Linked DNA regions of Pan troglodytes: region 1 is linked to region 2. Evidence: chromatin contacts called from public Hi-C data. All regions are on one chromosome and are shown on one strand. The core of a region is the stretch at or near the end of the contact, and the rest is flanking DNA. Distances in the headings are between cores, read along the strand shown.

Region 1 (5,173 bases), core at 564-3,063, 420 kb before region 2:
CTTGAGGTCAGGAGTTCAAGACCAGCCTGGCCAAGATGCTGAAACCCCATCTCTACTAAAAATGCAAAAATTAGCCGGGGGTGGTGGCATGTGCCTGTAATCCCAGCTACTCAGGAGGCTGAGTCAGGAGAATTGCTTGATGCCAGGAGGCGGAGGTTGCAGTGAGCTGAGATCACGCCACTGCAACCCAGTCTGGGCAACAGAGCAAGACTCTGTCTCAAAAAAAAAAAAAAAAACACCCAAAAAACAAAAAAAAACAAAAAACATTACTGAAGAATATCCATGAAAAGCAAAACACCCAAACTTTATGTTTTATTTTACGTTTAAAATTTTTTTTTTCTTTTAATTGGAACAGGGTCTATGTTACCCAGGCTGGTCTCAAACTTCTGGGCTCCCAGACTCCTGGGCTCAAGCTATCCTCCCACATCGACCTCCCAAAGTATTGGGATTACATGCATGAGCCACCACACCCAGCCCCGATATCAAAACTATAAACAAAGACAGAATCTCACTCCAAACTTGCATGACTCATTTCACAGTACCTTCCCCTAATCTTGGCCCTGTTCTACAGCCTAAGTACCTGGTTCAAATCTCAATTCTGTCATTTACTATTTGTGTGATGTTAGATAGTTACTTTTTTTCATCACAGTTTCTTGATCTGTAGAATGGGGATAATAATGGTATCTCCATTATAAGATTATTGTGAGGATTAGATGAGCTGGGCACATGGCAGATGCTACATAAATGTTGGCCGTTATCCTGAGAGTCCTGTTGAGTGGCAGATGTTTTTATATCTGTTACCATGCTTTTTTACCCCTTCCGATTAAGTCCTCAGATCTGTTATCATGCTTGAAAAGACCTCAGAACTATATGTGTCTTGTACAACTGCAATAATCTTTTGCCATGTACATATAGCATATATCAATCATCTTTTTTAAAAGAAGGATTAAAAGAAGTGACAGCAAAGTGTAAAAAATCTTGCCTTGGATTGGAGTGAAGCTAACCCCTTTTGCAAGTCTGTTAATTCCACCTGACCATCAAACTGAGGGTGCGAATTTGAGTATTTCCTGAAGCTGGCTCCCAAGATATTTTTAAAAATGCTTTGAATGATGGCAACATTAGATAAGTGTATTGTTTCCCAGGGTGACTAGGAAAAAATCTTATTAACCAGGGTGCATTGGGATTAAGAAAAAGATCTCCCTTTCGTAAATCAGAGGCACCAAGGAAAGGATCTCGTGGGAAAAACCTGGTGTCAAAGTCGGATTACCTGGCTACCCCTGAGCTGGTTCCCCTCCAGTTCATCGCATGATTTCTATCGTAACAACTCTTGTATTTAGTGGTTTACATGTTTATCTCCCCCACTAGACTCTCTGAGAACAGTAGCCAGGTCTAGTTCATTTTTGAATACCTGACACCAAGCACTATGCCACCTAACAGGCACAAATTACATATTTAACGACTAAATGAATGAATGAAATTCGGTTTTGGCAGATTTAACCCAAAGGTTTCCTCTTTCAAACAATATAGTTGGGGGTTGGAGGAAAGGAGCCACATACAGCATCTCCTTTTAGCACTCTGCAGAGAATGCTAAGTGCAGAGAAGGTTTTATGCACAAAAATATTCATGGCATTATAGTATCGTCTATGGCACAGTCTCGACGCAGAGGGCAGTTTTCTCTTGGTCGTCTGCCCAACCGGGTAAGTGGATCCCAGCTCAGCTCCGCCCCTCCCAGCCCAGCCCTCAGGGCCCGCTGCGCAAGCGCAGGTGGGGAGGGCGCGCACCTTCCCTATGCCCCTCCGTCCTCCAGGTGGCGCTGGAGACCCCGCCGCCGCCGCAGCCGCCTCTCGCCCGGCCAGACCCGGGCGGCGCCGGCCGCCTCGCCGGCCGCAGGTCCGCCTCCGCCGCGCCGAGGGCGTGGGCTCCCGGCTCCCGGAAGCGGCGGCCGCGGCGCGGAGCCGAGCGGGCGTCCGTCGCCGGAGCTGCAATGAGCGGCGCCCGGAGGCTGTGACCTGCGCGCGGCGGCCCGACCGGGGCCCCTGAATGGCGGCTCGCTGAGGCGGCGGCGGCGGCGGCGGCGGCGGCTCAGGCTCCTCGGGGCGTGGCGTGGCGGTGAAGGGGTGATGCTGTTCAAGCTCCTGCAGAGACAGACCTATACCTGCCTGTCCCACAGGTATGGGCTCTACGTGTGCTTCTTGGGCGTCGTTGTCACCATCGTCTCCGCCTTCCAGTTCGGAGAGGTGAGTAGCGGCGCCGCAGCCTGGACCGGGCGCCTCGACCCTGCACTGCCCTCGCCGTGCCCCGCGATGCCCCGATACAGTATGTATTTTTTCATTATTAGAGACGGGGTTTTGCCATGTTGCCCAGGCTGGTCTCGAACTCCTGAGCTCAGGCGATCGCCCTGTCTCGGCGTCCCCGAGTGCTGGGATTACAGGCGTGAGCCACCGCGCCCGGCCAAATACAGTATTCTTTATCATAAACGTGTGCAGAGACTATGAGCAAGTCAGAACTGGAAAAAGGCATGTATGTGATTTTAGATATTGCTCCCTCGCCCACCGTTTTTTAAAAATAGAGACGGAGGTCTCCCTATGTTGCCCAGGTTGGTCTGGAAGTCCTGGGCTCAAGTGATCCTCCCTTCTTGGCTTTCTAAAGTGCTGGGGTTACAGGCATGAGCTACCGCACCTGGCCCAAGAAAGCCACTTTTAGCAACGGGGAGGAAAGCTGTATTTTTAAGTGGTTTGAAATCTGTTCCTTAGTTTTAGTTTTTTTTTTTTTTGGTAGGAGGTTGCAAAAGGTTTTAAAATTTAACAGAGTAGTTTTTAGAAATGCCACAGTATACATTTGCTTGAAGTCTTTACCCATGCTGGATTGTAAGCTCCGTAAGAGAAGGTGCTGTCTGTAAATACTGTAACCCTGGCCCAAGCACAGTGCCAGGTACTGCCAGAGTATGCAGTGCAAGTGTTTGTTTAATGGCTAAATTATATGGCATGAATTCTGAGCATGTACTTTTTTAGTAGTTCTTGGTTCTAGAGGCTGGGAAAAAATGTCTTACCATAAGGGTGAGAAAGCTCCAGATTTGTAAGTGTGAAATATGTACTTAATATTATAGTACTTGCTCGTCTTTGTTTCATGTGTTGCAACTTAATGTATCTGTGTGTAGTTAGGTGCCTTATTGCTTTTGTGTGATTTTTTTGGCCTTGATTAATTTTGAGTTAACTATTAAGTCCCATGCAGTGTGAAGATGACTTAAAGGCATCAGGTGTTAGAATTCTTCATTTTATTTTTTTGAGACAGAGTCTTGCTCTGTTGCCCAGGCTGGAATGCAGTGGCTCCATCTCGGCTCATTGCAACCTCTACCTCTCAGGTTCAAGAAATTCTCCTACCTCAGCCTCCTGAGTAGCTGGGACTACAGGCGCGTACCACCATGCACAGCTAATTTTTGTATTTTTAGCAGAGATGGAGTTTCACTATGTTGGCCAGGCTGGTCTCAAAACTTCTGACCTCAAGTGATCTGCCTGCCTTGGCCTCCCAAAGTGTTGGGATTACAGGTGTAAGCCACCACACCTGGCCCGAATTTTTCATTTTATATCCTTTTCTTTTTGCTTTCATTCCATGCTTGGCTGTTTACCAAAAGAGAGACATTTTGTTGCAGTCCTGAAATGGCCACAGATCATAAGGTTTGGAACAGACAAGAGAAATGAGAGGCAGACAGTGCCAACAGGTGTCATGAGAGGTGAAGGCAGCTGGCCTGTGGTTAACTTGTAAGGCATAATGGAAAAGAGGAGCTGCATGATTAGGCAGATTTGGCCTTGATTGCTGGCTCCAGTTGATAATGATCATAATAATAGCTAATACTTATATTGGTCTTAACAGGTATCAGGCACTCTCTTAATTGCTTTACATATGTTAACTGATTTAATCCTCACAACATCACCCCTGTGGGATAGGTGCTATTATTATACCCATTTTATAGGTGATGAAATGGATGCATTTGCATAACAATCCAGCTAATTTGTGGCAGAGCTGGGCTTCAAACCAAGCCAGGCTGGCTCTGAGCTGTGCTTTTTTGTTTGTTTGTTTTTTGAGATGGAGTCTCACACTGTCACCCAAGCTGGAGTGCAATGGCGCAATCTCGGCTCACTGCAACCTCTGCCTCCCGGGTTCACGTGATTCTCATGTCTCAGCCTCCCGAGTAGCTGGGATTACAGGTGCGTGCCACCACACCTGGCTAATTTTTTGTATTTTTAGTAGAGATGGGGTTTCACTATGTCGGCCAGACTGGTCTGGAACTCCTGACCTCATGATTCGCTTGCTGTGGTCTCCCATGGGATTACAGGCATGAGCCACCACGACCAGCCTAAGCTGTGCTCTTGAGCACCCCTTTTTATGGTTTCTCAAACAGCCCAGGCTGTTCCTTGTCTGATCTTGGGAAGGATATTTAACCTCTCTGAGCTTCCTCATCTTTGAAATGGAGGCCAGATTACCTTCCTTGCAGGGTTGATGATGAGGATTAAATAAGACGGGTATGTAAAGCACCTCACACAGTTCCTACTACATAACAGACCCTCATTAAATGGTCATGGCTACTGCTGCTATTATATTATCAACTCTTTTATGTCCTTAAACCTTATTTTGAAATATATCCTTGAATCAGAATACTTTGATCATATAGTTAATATTACCAACTTGTTAATAATCTCACTAATTGTAATGGATTGTAAGCTCACTAATTGTAAGTCCTTTTGGACTAAGAAGATCATTGTTTTTTTTGTTTTGTTTTGAGATAGAGTCTCACTCTTGCCCACGCTGGAGTGCAGTGGGGTGATCTCAGCTCACTGCAACCTCCACCTTCCAGGTTCAAGTAATTTTCCCTGCCCCACCCTCCGGAGTAGCTGGGATTATAGGCACCCGCCATCACGCTAGACTAAGTTTTTGTATTTTTAGTAGAGACAGGGTTTCACCATGTTGGCCAGGCTGGTCTCAAACTCTGGACCTTAGGTGATCCGCCTGCCTTGGCCTCCCAAAATGCTGGGATTATAGGTGCGAGCCACTGTGCCTGGCCCTCAGAAGATCATTGTTAATTGTAAATTTGTTATTGTCTCCTCCTCTCAATATAACAGGTATTTGATGCTGTATTTTGATAAGCCTTTTCTATACTCATCCAAACTTCGAGAAG
Region 2 (5,493 bases), core at 1,892-4,391:
CCAATAAAGATTAGCTAAGTTTCTCTTGGCTATTTATGACTTTGTTAATTATAAATTTGTCTCAACACTTTTATTCTTTTTTAAAATTTTTTAAAATATGGAACACTTCAATTTGCATGTCATTGTTGTGCAGAGGCCATGCTAATCTTCCTTGTATTCTTCAATTTTAGTGTATGTGCTGCTGAAACAAGCTCTCAATACTTTTTTTAAAAACCTTGAGTATTATGTGTTGATAACTATTCTATTTCATGTGTGTTGGCTCATTAAATCTCTTTATTCAATGTCTCAACACTTTATTTATCCATTTATTAGCAAAAAGGTCTTGCTCTGTTGCCCTAGCTAGATCGTAGTGGCTTGATCATAGCTCACAGCAGCCTCAAACTCCTGGGCTCAAGCAATCCTTCTGCCTCAGCCTCCTAAGTAGCCGGGACCACAGGTGTGTGTCACCAGGCCTGGCTAATTACAAAAATAATTTTCTTTTTTAGATACGGGGTCTCATTATATTGCCCAGCTGGTCTTGAACTGCTGACCTCAATCTATCCTTCCGCCTCAATCCAAAGTGCTAGGATTACAGGCATGAGCTATTGCTCTGGCCTTTGTTTTGTTTTCAATGCCTGTAGGGAATTATGTCAGTTCTTTAATAACAAAGCAAAGCATTATATGATCAAATTTTGAAAAATGAGATTTTTTTGTCAAAATGCCTAATGGGTCTTTTTTAGTCTTTATTACACTGTTATTTCCACAGTGACTTGTAATTAGGCGCTTAATATAGATTCTGAAAGGCTGTCAATACATTTAAATTTGTATATAGTATTTCAGTTTACAAAGCATCGCGATATATATCTCATTTATCTGGTTCAGAATATGTAGTTTGAATACACAATTATATTACAGCATATTTTTCCTTTCAGTTCTATTTTATTTATTTTTTTGAGATGGAGTCTTGCTCTGTCGCCCAGGCTGGAGTGCAGTGGTGCGATCTCAGCTTACTGCAACCTTCGCCTCCCGGGTTCAAGAGATTCTCCTGCCTCAGCCTCCCGAGCAGCTGGCATTACAGGCACCTGCCACCACACCCGGCTAATTTTTGCATTTTTAGTAGAGACAGGGTTTCACCATGTTGGCCGAGCTGGTCTTGAACTCCTGACCTCAGGTGATCCACCCACCTCGGCCTCCCAGAGGGCTGGGATTACAGGCATGAGTCACCGTGCCCCGCCTCAGTTCTCTTTTAAAGGGAATCTGTATTTTCAAGAATTACACACATCATACTCAAATATAAATCTGACATTGACCGAAGTTTGAAGTAGTAATGGCCAAGATCTTTCAAGCAGCAGCAAACTAATCTTGTTTAAGAGGAGGTATTATAGAATCATAAGCACAGAGGTCCAATAATTAGACCACACAGTGCTTACAAAGGATAGCCTTAGAAAGGTTCAGGTGTTTAGGTAGAGCCCTTCTCCCCTTCTCAAACCATTAACAAAAATAAAAATAAACAAAACAAAACTTTTCCTTGCAGGAAAATTTCCATGAACCTGTGGTTTTGGGGGCAAGGATGAGAGCAAGAGGCAAAAACTAGTTCAGAACCTAGACAACTAGTGGGGTCTGCAAACAAATCAAAACCAAGATAGGCATGGTTGGTGAGCATGTAAATTGGTATAGCCATTATGGAAGGCAGTATGGAGGCTCCTCAAAAAATTAAAAATAGAACTACAGTATAAACCATCTAGTATATACCATATATATCATATATGCATATGTACCATACATACAATATATACGTATATACCATATATTCTGGGTATATATCCAAAGAAAATGAAATCAGTATGTCAAAGAGATATCTGCATCACCATGCTCATTGCAGCATTATTCATAATAGCCAAAGTATGGAATCACTTAAGAGTGAACTGATGGATAAAGAAAACGTGAAATATAAAAATGTGGTATATGTATGTATATTTATATATATAATGAATACTATGCAGCCTTTAAAAAGAAGAAAATCCTGTCATTTGTGACAACATGGGTGAATTTATGCTAAGGGAAATAAGCCAGGCACAGAAACACAAATACTTCATGATCCCACTTATATGTAGAGTCAAAAAAAGTGGAACTCATAGAATTAGAGAGCAGAATAATGGCGGGATCTTGGCTCACTGCAACCTCTGCCTCCCAGGCTCAAGTGATCCTCCCATCTCAGCCTCTCAAGTAGCTGGGACTACAGGTGCCACTGTGCCTGGCTAATTTTTTTATTTTTTTGTAGAGATGGGGTCTCACTATGTTGCCCAGGCTGGACTCCAACTCCTGGGCTCAAGGGATCTGCCCGCCTCGGCCTCCCAAAGTGCTGGGATTACAGGCCTGAGCCACGACACCTGGCCGACCTTAAATATTCTTAGCACAAAATAAACATATGCACACAAGCACACAGGACTATGTGAGCTGATGGGTATGTTATCATTTCACAACATATACATCTATGAAAACATCACATGGTACACTGTAAATATATACAATTTTTATTTAAAGCTAGAAAAATTCTTTTAAAATAAACTAAAAAGGCAGTCCATAAGCTTCTGTTGAATGGATGAAAATCTCTACCATAAATATAAACATAATATGCAAAGGTATTAATAAGATTTGGAAGAAAACCTAAGAGAGTATTAACAGTAGTGACTACTGGGGATCACCGAGATACAAGGTATTAGGGATGGAAGGTTTACTTTTCTCTTTTTTTTTTTGAGACGGAGTGTCGCTCTGTCGCCCAGGCTGGAGTGCAGTGGCACGATCTCGACTCACTGCAACTTCTGCCTCCTGAGTTCAAGTGATTCTCCTGCCTCAGCCTCCTGAGTAGCTGGGACTACAGGCGCCCGCCACCACGCCTGGTGAATTTTCTGTATTTTTAGTAGAGACGGGGTTTCACCGTGTTAGCCAGGATGGTCTCGATCTCCTGACCTCGTGATCCGCCCGCCTCGGCCTCCCAAAGTGCTGGGATTACAGGCGTGAGCCACCGCGCCCGGCCGGAAGGTTTACTTTTCAATGGATCTTTGGGAAGTTTCAAAACATACATGCTCAACCTTTAAAAATTTCTCTAGGGGAAATCCCTTCTCCACATCCTATAGGTGTGCTTCCTTCTTCCTCTCCACACACTTCACTATCAAAACCTACATTACTTCCAACAGTCGACCCTCGAGGGAATAAGTCCCTGGTCTCCACGATCGGGACCAGCCAGTCCACACTGCCGACCCCTGAAAGGCGGTCTCAGCTGCTCGGTCAGCGAGAAAAAAAGCCGGCGAGGTCCTCGTCCTGCAGGCTACAGCGAAGACAAAAACCTCTGGTTACTGGCCTCAGGTGCAAGGCTGCTCCGCATTGGCAGCGCGGTACCATTCCTATTATTATTACGTAGTCTTGTTTCTTTCTGGGAGAAAGCACCTAGGGAGAGTTGGGCTGGCCCCGCAGGGCGCTCCGGGACACGCGTCCTCTGCAACGCCGCAGCCTGCGCCAGCGTTCGACCGGGACGACTCATCGAGGCCCGACTCGCATTTTTAGTTGTCAGATTCGCCACTTTTTGGTGTCAGAATTTAAAACAAAAATTCCAATTTCTCTATTTCAGAAGCTCTTTCTGTCCAGGAAAACACAAGCAGGACAGACTTCAGGTTTTTGAATTATTCGTCTCTTCTGGCCTCCACGGTATCTACATCCAGTGAGCGGGGACCGTGAGTCGAAAGCGACGACGCGGATGCTCAGGCCACCGTTCCCGGCGCGCAGTCGCAGCTGACCCTCGCTCCCGCCCCCGCCTGGAGTCCGACGTGGAAGTTGCTGGCTGACTGGGCTTGCGAGGAAACCGCCTCGGAGCTGCAGCCGAAGGCCAAGGAATCACTGAAGATCGGCGAGGGAGGACAGGGGGTTCATCATGGGTGAGGGGTTCGAGAAGGGCACCTGGGCGCGCTCGAGGGAGCCGCGGCCGAGGGCTGGGGTGCAGAGGAGGAGAGGGGCCGGCCAGGATACCCTAGAGTAGCCAGCTCCTCAGGGGGCGGGTCGCGGAGGACTTGACATACTTTGGATCTTCATCTGTAGGGGTGGATCCGGCCTCTCGCGTTCTCCTCCGCCCTCTCTCGGTTCCGCTTCAATCCCGCGGAGTCCAGGGAGCCGGACAGCTTGGGGACGTCCGCAGAGCCTGGGTTCGAGTTCTTTACCCTTATCATGAAGTTTTCCCTCATCCCCAGCTCCACTTGCTGGGCAGAGTTGTTCTTGCGGAGGCTGGCAACGCGTCAGTCGCAGGTTCGCCGAGGTTTCTTGGTGAAAGATGAGCTGCGGCCCCAGAGTGGAAGCTTAATTATTCTCTTTACCAGGGGCGCTGGGACGGCGTCAGTTTGAAAAACCTGAGAGCAGGTGTTGCTTATGTTGTTTTATGGCCAGTTTGGCATTTGTCTGCTAATCTGCTGTAGCGTTTAATGTAATAATACGGGTATTTCTAGTCGGCGAATGAAATTTTATTCTCAGTTCTTGGCCCGCTGATTGAGGGAACTGCATTCTCACAAGCATCAGGTAACACCCTCGCCCCGCTAGAACCCAAGTGAGGGTGCACATTCTTTAACTCGTTTCTCACCCTCCAAATGAAGGTGCAGATTCTTTGGCTTGGTTAAATCCCTCCACAGTTTTCTGGGGAGCATACTTCTTGCTCCCAAGCATCACAGGCGCTGTCCTGTCTTCCATAACCGCCTTCAGTTTTGTTCCGCCTCTCTTCTACCTGTAAATGGTAGAAAGGACTTTGTCAAGTCACACCCATTCTGTTGAACTTTCCCAAGGTTCTCTAGCCCATGGTGTTGTTCATTTTTCAACTCGCAGCTCTTAGTTATGCCATGTCTTTGCCAAATAACAGTGTGGCGTCACTTCTGATGTTAACTATTTTTTTTGTATTAATGTAACTTGTTTTTAATCTTCTCTAATGGCTCTGGATGGGAAAAGGACTGTGCTTTTTATACTACACAATACTTGGTGTACAGGAAGCTTTCTGGGAATATTTTGTGATGCATTGGATAGAGCTTTATTATTTTTAAAAGTGGGTTTTTTGTCAAAAATAGTTACTGTTTTCAGCTTTTTTCTCAATTTCTTGTACTAGCTCTATTGCTTCGTGGAGAACTCTGATTGAAGTTGGTTATAGTGGTACTGCTGCTGTACAGTACTTTTCCTGTGCGAGGATTACATTGTCCCACTCTCCTCCTTACTGGCCCCTTGGTTTTTAGGGGTAGTGAGGGGATCATGCTCAAATATTCCTATTCTGCTGATTAGAAAATGAGATTCCCAAAGGCCGCGGCCATATTTCTCTTATTATTTGGTTTATCTTCTGTGCCTGCATGACACAGTAGTAACATAACTAAGGACATAGTAACATAACTAATTACTTGTTTGATATTGAATAATATATTTCATTGGGAGGAAAAATATGCACCTACGCATCCAGGAAATTATAATATTTAATTTGGTATTTAGCTCTCA

The links. Hi-C and Micro-C count contacts between places; a contact is called where the count stands out from the background.
Region 1: a Hi-C map of stem cell-derived neural progenitor cells shows a contact between it and region 2, with 5 times the contacts expected there. The contact joins the promoter of GNPTAB here to the promoter of ARL1 in region 2. A contact is called at or near these places in 2 of 7 Hi-C or Micro-C datasets (induced pluripotent stem cells and stem cell-derived neural progenitor cells) and 1 of 1 datasets of contacts at active chromatin or transcription factors (stem cell-derived excitatory neurons).

What each region holds. Positions count from the first base shown.
Region 1 is chr10:108,654,212-108,659,384 of NHGRI_mPanTro3-v2.0_pri, reverse strand. It overlaps GNPTAB (N-acetylglucosamine-1-phosphate transferase subunits alpha and beta), which reads left to right and starts at 1,813. Exons shown (of 21, transcript XM_001155334.7): 1 at 1,813-2,237. The coding sequence starts at 2,121.
Region 2 is chr10:108,236,628-108,242,120 of NHGRI_mPanTro3-v2.0_pri, reverse strand. ARL1 (ADP ribosylation factor like GTPase 1) reads left to right here and starts at 3,141. Exons shown (of 6, transcript XM_016924044.4): 1 at 3,141-3,911. The coding sequence starts at 3,908. It overlaps LOC112205099 (U6 spliceosomal RNA), which reads right to left and starts at 194; the gene lies at 92-194.